Regions from separate parts of the Sus scrofa genome. Here regions 1 and 3 are each linked to region 2. The links are chromatin contacts, called in public HiChIP or PLAC-seq and promoter capture Hi-C maps. All regions are on one chromosome and are shown on one strand. The core of a region is the stretch at or near the end of the contact, and the rest is flanking DNA. Distances in the headings are between cores, read along the strand shown. Region 1 holds the start of ZNRF1 (a long non-coding RNA gene). Region 2 holds the start of PDPR (pyruvate dehydrogenase phosphatase regulatory subunit, mitochondrial). Region 3 holds the start of CFDP1 (craniofacial development protein 1).

Evidence for each region. Promoter capture Hi-C pulls out the DNA fragments that hold promoters and counts their contacts. HiChIP or PLAC-seq counts read pairs in DNA pulled down with a chosen protein or histone mark.
Region 1: a contact with region 2 is called in a promoter capture Hi-C map of fetal liver, with 4 times the contacts expected there. The contact joins the promoter of ZNRF1 here to the promoter of PDPR in region 2. A contact is called at or near these places in 1 of 5 promoter capture datasets (fetal liver) and 1 of 2 datasets of contacts at active chromatin or transcription factors (alveolar macrophages).
Region 3: an H3K27ac HiChIP or PLAC-seq map of alveolar macrophages shows a contact between it and region 2. The contact joins the promoter of CFDP1 here to the promoter of PDPR in region 2. A contact is called at or near these places in 1 of 5 promoter capture datasets (liver), 1 of 47 Hi-C or Micro-C datasets (heart right ventricle) and 1 of 2 datasets of contacts at active chromatin or transcription factors (alveolar macrophages).

The regions. Positions count from the first base shown.
Region 1 is chr6:12,667,357-12,670,180 of Sscrofa11.1, forward strand. ZNRF1 (a long non-coding RNA gene) reads right to left here and starts at 1,451. Exons shown (of 5, transcript XR_002344499.1): 1 at 373-1,451.
Region 2 is chr6:13,185,996-13,188,695 of Sscrofa11.1, forward strand. PDPR (pyruvate dehydrogenase phosphatase regulatory subunit, mitochondrial) reads left to right here and starts at 1,382. Exons shown (of 20, transcript XR_002344509.1): 1 at 1,382-1,624.
Region 3 is chr6:12,222,354-12,225,053 of Sscrofa11.1, forward strand. CFDP1 (craniofacial development protein 1) reads left to right here and starts at 1,348. Exons shown (of 7, transcript XM_021093775.1): 1 at 1,348-1,580. The coding sequence starts at 1,517.

The sequences.
Region 1 (2,824 bases), core at 201-2,700, 520 kb before region 2:
CCCCTCTCTCTGTTCCAGGTAAGGCAAGCACAATGCAGCAGGAAAAGAAAGGAAGCACCCAGGCCGACTTGCTATAAAGCCAGACCAGACCTCTCTGAGGCTGAGGATGCCAATGAATGGGACTTGAATAAGCATCCACAAGTGAACCAACGCCTGAAGTCCTAATACGCCCAGCTCCGCAGCCTCTCAGGAAGCCTCTTTTCTATAGGGTAGGGATCCCATTCATCCCTTGGCTTCGGGAATCAAAGGGAAGACAGATTCAGGTCGCGCACTCCACCTCCAAATCCCCGCACGCGCGCGAAGGTGTGGGGCGCCCCGGCGCGCCCTCCCTTGAACTCCACCCTCCGAGGCCTCCACCACCCGCAGACTCACCACTGTGCGAGCTGAACCACCTGGGTGCGATGTGCAGAGGTAGAGCATCCGCCAGCGAGGCTCGGGAGCCCAGGTACAGCATCCCGTCTCTATGGTGACCGCCGCCCGTCTCCTGGTAACCATTGCCGTGGGCATAGGTGGAGTCGGACGCCGACCCTCCGCCGCCGGGCGCCCTCTCCGAGTCGCCGGTGCCCCGGGAGGCGGGGGTGTAGAGGCCAAAGGGCACCCCCCCGGCCGTGCTGGGGTCCATGCCCATGCCCGCCACCGAGCTGACCGAGCGGCTGCGCAGCCCCATGGCCCCGCCGCCTGCCCGGTAGTGCCCAAAGTGGGGCGCCCCTCCCGGCGGGGGCACGGCGCTGTCATCGGTGGAGACCCCAGGGAAGGGGCCCCGAGAACGAGCCGCCGTGCTCTGCTTGCCCCCCATGCTCGCCCGGGCCCCGGTGGGGCGGGAACCTGGAGGCCGAGACCCTCCCCCACTTCTCAGCAACCGGGGGAGGGTTGGGCGAGCATAAAGGGGGAGGGAGTCAAAAAGGAGACTGGGAGGTGGAAAAGGACAAAAAAAAAGAAAAAGAGAAAAGAAAACCCGCGGGGCGGAAGAGGCAGGCGGGCGGGGATCCCAAACTAAGAATTTAAACCGATCCAAGCCAAACGCATGTTTCCCCTCAAGGTCCAAAGAGGCGCAGTCCGCCGCGGGCTCGGCGCGCCACAGGCCGCCCCCGGGTTCCCGAAAGCCGGGGGAGCCGCAGGGAAGGAGGGAGGGAGGCGGCGGGCGAGCAGGCGGGCGGGCGCAGGGAGGCGCCGGAGGAGGCCGCCCGCCCGAAAGCAGGAGGCGGAGGAGGGCTGGGGGCGCCGGGCGCGTCCCCCGCCTCAGGACGCCGCGACCATGGACGGCGGCCCGGACCCCTCCAGGCCTCGGGAGGGCCGCGGCGCTGGGAGGCCAGACAGAGCTCGGGAAGCGGTGATAGCGTCGCGTCGCGCCCGCTCCAGCAGCCGCCGCCTTCCCGGCGAGCCGCGCCGCCCTGCTTGGTCCGGGACTGCGCTCTCCGGCGCTCCTCGCCGCCGTGGAGACAATGGAGGGCGGCAGAGCGCAGGCGCGGCCCGCGCCCCCTCCCCCCTCCCCCTCCCGCCGGGTTAACCCTTTCCCCGCCCCTGCGGCGCAAGGCCGCGGGCGCCCGAGAAGTCCCACCCACCCAATCCGCCCTGACCTGAGGGGCCTGAGCCATGGGGCGTCGGGACCAAAAGCTAGGCGTCTTTTCAAAGCAAGCACTCTTTAAGCCCCCGAAAGTAGCCGCTTACTGGGAAAGGAGGGAACCTACCTGGGGGGCGAGGGGCGGCCATGGTTCCAGGGGTGGGAAGGAAACCCAAGGAAGAAAAAAAATTACTCGAGACGCCTACCTGGCTCTGAGGGTCAGCGGTCAAGCTCCCCACCCGGCGCAAATTTGCCCCCACAGCACCCTCTGGTGGACATGCTATGCGTTCTATCTGAGGTTCCTCATCCAAGAACCCCTAAAAATCAGGAAACTTAGGAGTTCCCGCTGTGGCGCAGTGGTTAACGAATCCGACTAAGAACTATGAGGTTGCGGCTTCGATTCCTGGCCTTGCTCAGTGGGTTAGGGATCTGGCATTGCCGTGAGCTGTGGTGTAGGTCGCAGACGCGGCTCGGATCCTGTATTGCTGTGGTTCTGCGTAGGCCGGTGGCTACAGCTCCGATTTCACCCCTAGTCTGGCAATCTCCATGTGCCGCGGGAGCGGCCCTAGAGAAGGCAAAAAAAAAAAAAAAAAAAAAAAAAAAAAAAATCAGGAAACTTAGCATTTGGGGAATTCTTAGTTGTTGGGGGTAAATGGAGCACCGGGGCCCTTGTGACTCCAGTTTTTGCTGACAGTAGATCAGAACTTTCTATTTTGTCCTTAATCAAATGGATAGATTCCTTAGCTAAAATGTGATTCTGATGATCATTAGATGTATGATAAAAAGTGAAAAGATATGGACATGAGATGGAATAATACAGCTAGAACTAGTGATTTTAGAAACACTCTAGTTCACGGTGGGACCCCTGTTTTGTTCACCATTTATCTTGGCATGCACCACAGGGTCTATCACAGAGCCGGTACTCAATAAAGATTTGCTGACCAAGTCTGAATTTTGCAATCTCTCTTATTCTCACTAACATTCATTCATTCATTCATTCAGCACCTTTTCTTTTCTTTTCTTTTTTGGCCACGGGTGGCGTGTGGAGTTCCTGGACCAGGGATTGAATCTGAGCCAGAGTTGCAATCTATGCCACAGCTACAGTAATGTTGGATCCTTAACCCATTGCTGGGGGCAGGGGCTTGAATCCACACACCCCACACACATAGCTGCAAAGCCGCCAGTGCAGCCATGGATCCTGTTTGCGCTACAGGGAAAGCTCAGTATCTATCAAATGCTGAGTGCTGGCTATGAGCATCATTT
Region 2 (2,700 bases), core at 132-2,631:
ACCCCTAGCCTGGGAACTTCTCTATGCCTGGATGCGGCCCTAAAAAGACAAAAAAAAAAAAAAAAAAAACACACACACACAAACAACAAGAACAACAACAACAAAAAACTGTGACAGCGTTCCCTCGTGGCACAATGGGTTAAGGATGTGGCATTGTCACTTCAGTGGTTCAGGTTGCTACTGTAGTGCTGATTTGATCCTTAGCCTGGGAACTTCTGCATGCAGCCGGCGACCTAAATAAATAAATAAATAAATACTTGTGACATTTTCCTCCTGAAATTGCCACATCTAGGTATCAAGTACATCTTAGCAAGAATATGCCTCAGATCTGTTAGTCTATAATGTCTTCATTTGGGAGCAGCTGGTGACCATAAGCTTTAAGCCCATAACTGAACCATTTAAGTACATTTCTTGCACCGAAGCCAGGAACGCCTTGAACATTCATACATCAGGGTAGCAAAATGCAGTGTCTGTTGCCGGGAAACCAGACCTCAAATGGGCTGTCTTGTGTGAGTTCACTGGCAAGTAAAAATGCATAAAGTGCAAGTTTCAGGCTGGCATGGTGACACAGGGGTCCCTGGAACTTCACTGCCACACTTTAGTGGCAGAAGCCCTTTCTTGTGCACGGCTGAATCCCATCACCTGGCACAGTGCCAATCCTTTAACACAACTGGTTTGAGTGGTGAGATGGGCTTGGGTGTGGCCCCAAGTGGAGAGAAGCCTGTACCATTAGATCGCTTTCCATTCTAAGAAATATTTACTGGATAACGTGCCACACGCTAAGCGCTGAGAACACAGCAGAATAGGAGATTTAGGGTCTACTGTCAGAGGGCAGAGTGTGCAGCTAGTTGGGAAAGGTAGTCAACTAATTTACTTTAGCACAAGTTCTATAAAGGAAAGAAAACAGCGTGATGTGCTAATAAGCAAGGTGCCCAGATCGCAGGTCTTCTTAAACTGCCTCTGAGATCGGGCGGGGACAGCAGAAAAGATTCCTGATCCGCTGTACTAGTGATTCGCCCAGGAAGACCGCAGCAACGGCCAAAAACAGAGCAGCTTTCGGTCCAAGAATCTTTTTTAGGCCCTGGACTGAGTGTCCTTAGGCGGCAGACACGTGGGACCGGACCTGAGGACTCGCCTCGCGCGCGCGGTAAGAGAACCCCTGCCCTCCGCAGGCTCCACCAAAGCTCCGGCCATCTTGGCCGTCCCAGCTGCATCGGTAGAAATCGGTAAGGTCCGAAGCTGCAGTTCTAAAGCGACTTTGAAACACCCCGCCTCCAGTGCGACTGCATCTTCGTCGAGACGGTGGTTCCCCTCCGCCCACCTTCAAGCGGAGACACTCGGGACCCAAACAACCCCCCACGTGTCAGGGGCGGAGCAGTCGATGACGTCACGACGCGCGTGCGCGAGTGGGATCACGCGCTGCCGTACCCTTCCTACGGATCGTAAAGCGCGGAAGGTCGCGGACTCAAGCTTCCCCGGAACTTTTTCGGCCCACCGCCCCGCCCCCTTCCCATTCCCTGTCCCCACCCCCCTTCCGGCCCCCAGGACCCCAGCCAACTGTTGTGGTCGCTTCCCTGCTTCAGCCGGGGTGTGGCTGCTTGCGGAGCTTGTGGAGGCCGGTGAGGTAAGGAGAAGCTCCGGGGGCCGCTCTGGCCTCCGGGTCTGCTCGGACTTTGCCGCCACGGGGCCCTCAGCCCCCCACCCCCGTTCCTGCTGGGGGCTCCCGGCCGCGCTTCGTTTCCCGTGGGTTCTGCCTGGTCCTCCCGCAGGCTCGTCCTGGCGCCGGGACTCCGCCCGCCCGGGCCGACACTGCGTTGCCCGATCTTCCTTAATCTCACCCGCGGCAGTGGCGCCTAGCGGACCGGTGCCCGGCTCCCCGGTTCTTCCAGGCGCCCTCAGCCTAGCCCGGATGCCCAGGACGGCGGGAATGACCTCGTTCCTGGCGCCCCGCCTCGGGCTTGCACACCGCCCCCCCGCCAGCCTCCGCAGCGGGGGTCAGGCTTGTTCAGCTGGGCCAGGTCTGCAGGTGAAATTGTTTTCCCGCGTGGAAACGTGGTCCGCTTGCGCTTAATTAACTAGTAAAACTGCTGCGGAGTCGGCAGTGAAGTTACCTGGAAAGTCCAGGCCGGGGCAGTGAGCTCGCTACTAACGTTTGACCTCTTGGTTCTGATGTGTTTGACCCTGAGGTTTGATTCAAGCATTTTCAAGCTTTTTTCGCCCTCGCTTGTGTAGGGGGATGCGGGACATGGAGTTAGCCTGTGTGAAAGGGACACTTTTCCAGGGCCAGGGATTTGTATTTGTACAGGGATTTGTATTCATTTCTTAAACTAGTCTGATTATCTGGTACACTTGTTGAAAAAAACAGCAACCTGAACCAGCAGGATCAGAATGTTAAGAGATGGACTCTGGGAGGAAGAGTGTGTCTGTGACTTGAGTTTTAAAGCAGGTGTCCCAGGGGGCTCTTGCCGAGGCAGGTGTGGGAAATGATGTGTTCATCTCTGTCTTCTTACCCAGTCTTCCTTGGGACTAGCAGCCCATTTCTCCAGGGTGCTGTGGCCATGCAGAGGAACAGCTCAGAGGGAGTCGGGGCTGTCCTCTTGTTCTAGGTGTAAGCAGATCTGAGCATAACCAGCCCCAGCAGTGAGGTTGTTTAGCAGAAATTCTTCTTAGCAGGAGTTCCCGTCGTGACGCAGTGGTTGA
Region 3 (2,700 bases), core at 98-2,597, 960 kb before region 2:
GAACAAAATCTTGAAGGCAAGGTTTCTGTCCTGGAGATAGTATTCAACTTCTGGTATGAAGCAACTCTGGAACCAATCAGACGTCATCCACGCTTTTTTGTTCCACCTCCAATGGACCGGCATATGGTTCACACTTTTCCCTTTAAATGCTTGTGAACTTGGAGCTCTGTACACCATTAGGGGTTTGCAGTTAAAGTCACCCTTGGCATTGGTGCACAAAAGCAGGGTTGCATAGTCTTGGAAAGATTTAAAGCCAGAGGCTTTGGAGGCCATTTGCGTTATATAGGTTCTTTTGCCAACATCCTTATAAAATAAGCCAGTCTCATCAGCATTGAAAACCTGCTCTTCCACATATCCTTTTTCCTTATAATACTTAGCAAGTATTTTTTAAATTTCTGCAGCCTCCTGATCTGCAGAACTTGTCTCACCTGCAAGCTTAACATTATTCACCCCATATCGCCTTTTGAAACGTGCAAGTCACCCAGCACTAGCCTAGGACGGTTTCACATTTTTCTGACCCTGGGTAACATGGCTGTAAATTTCGTTGGCTTTCAGCTTCACAGCAGTGCTGTCCACCACACCTTTTTTATCGGTTGTCTTCTCATGAATCCACAAATTGAGCCGCTTTTCCATTTTTTCCATTGCTTCCTCACCCCCACTATAGACGTCACTTCAGCACTTTCCGGAGCAGCCTCACGTACAGATCGGCGAATTTCCTTTTCTTTTTTTCTTGATGTAAAGGATTGTTGACTCATTAACATTGAACTCACGGCCAAGAGCACTACAACTCATGCCTAAACGAAGCTTATCTAACACTCGTATTTTCCCCGGAAGGCACATCACAGCCTTCTTGCGCTTAGGAACATTAGGCAGCACCTTAGCACCACGCTCGGGGGTCATTTTTAACAGCGAAATCACCAACAAAAAGCACAAAAATGCAAAAAACGCGGCACTAAAGTGATTGCGAAAAGGACACTTATTTACAGCATTCGAGCGGAAGAAGCAAGACCGCCTGCCTCTTTCAACCTTGGTACCACAAACCTTGGGTTGACTCAAAAATTTTCACTCTCTGCGCATGTCCGCAAATAACCCCAGAAAGCACCGCGAATATTAATTTTGGGGGTGATAATAAATTTTAACAAGTAAGCGATTTCAAAAATACCAAACTGCGAGTAATGAAGGTCTGCCGTATTCCCACGGGCAAAACAAACTTAGTTTAAGCATGTTTACTAAATCAAAGCAGCTGGTAGCTCTGAAGACTACAAGTTCCAGCATGCACCGCTTCGGCGCCCAGCCCGTGTTCCGCCAACCCCCACAGTAGCATCCAGCAGAAGGCACTGGTCCGGAAGTGTCGCATTCGACCACATACACTCTCTGCGCATGTGCAGAGGCTGGGGGCCGCCCCAGCCGCCGCCGCCGCCGCCCCCGCCGCAGCTCTATGGTGGCTCCCTAGAGCTTTGCCGTTGGGGGCAGCTGTTGCGGCCCTGCGACTCAGCCCCCCTCGTGCGGCAGCGATATGGAGGAATTCGACTCCGAAGACTTCTCCACCTCGGAGGAGGACGAGGACTACGTGCCGTCGGGTGAGCGACTCGGCTAGAGGCGAGAGGCAGCTTGCCCCGCCCCGCGTCTCACGTGAGGCGCGCTTGGCTCCCGTGCGTGGGCCCGGTGGCCCGGGTGGCTCTCGGGCGCGGGTGCCGCGCGTCCTCGTACCGCGCGGCCCCCGTGACCCGGGATGTGTGCCCCGGGCTGTCTCGCGCAGCCCTTTCTCGAGGCCTCACTTCGGCCGACGCCCCCTCTCGGAGTTCGGGAACTGGCACGTGAACAGGGCCCTATCTCTGGGGACGCTGGCGGTGGTCGGTCTTCGCGTACCCTCACCAACCTTGCAGTCTTCTGAAAGGCAGTCTGTCGCCAGACCTTCCGCCCCCAGGGAATTAATTGCTCGCTGGCATCACGGCAGAGATAGATATCTTCACTTTCTGCCTGCAGGAGGGATCTTCTTGTTAGCAAGTTCACTTAATGATACCCTTTGCCTCTCTGCAATGTCTGTATCCATTTCTCTCTTTTCAGACCTTGTTTTTGTATAGGTTTCTAAAACCGAACCCAGGCTGAAATAAACGTCACCCAGACCTACCCCTTCCGGCATCCTGCACCTTCCCCAGGCTTCCCCATCAAATTATAAGTATCTTCCTATAGAGTAGCTCCGATGAAAAATAAAACCAAAAAAGCCTAGGAGTTGTCCTTGTTTCCTCTCTTTTGTTCCAACCAGTGTGTCTGTGTGGAAAATGAGTTTCTCATCACTCTCTCTCCAATCTCACTCTTACTGAACAACTATTATTCTTCACTAAGACCTGAAGTAACTTCCCAGCTGGTTTCTCAGATTCCTTGTCCACCAACATTGGTCTTTACATATCTGCCAGTGTGATCATTTGAAAACCAGTTTTCATTTGAATCAAAGTTTTGTATGCACCTGCTGAAAAATAGTCAAATATTTCTTTTTTAAGTTATTTTATCTTAGAATGTTTTTTTGCTTTTGGGGACCATGGAAGTTCACAGGTTAAGGGTCAAATTGGAGCTGCAGCTGCCATCCTACTCCACAGTAAGAGGAACGCGGCATCTGAGCAGAGTCTGTGACATACACCACAGGTAGTGTAGCTGGCAACACCAGATCCTTAACCCACTGAGTAAGGCCAAGAAGGGAAC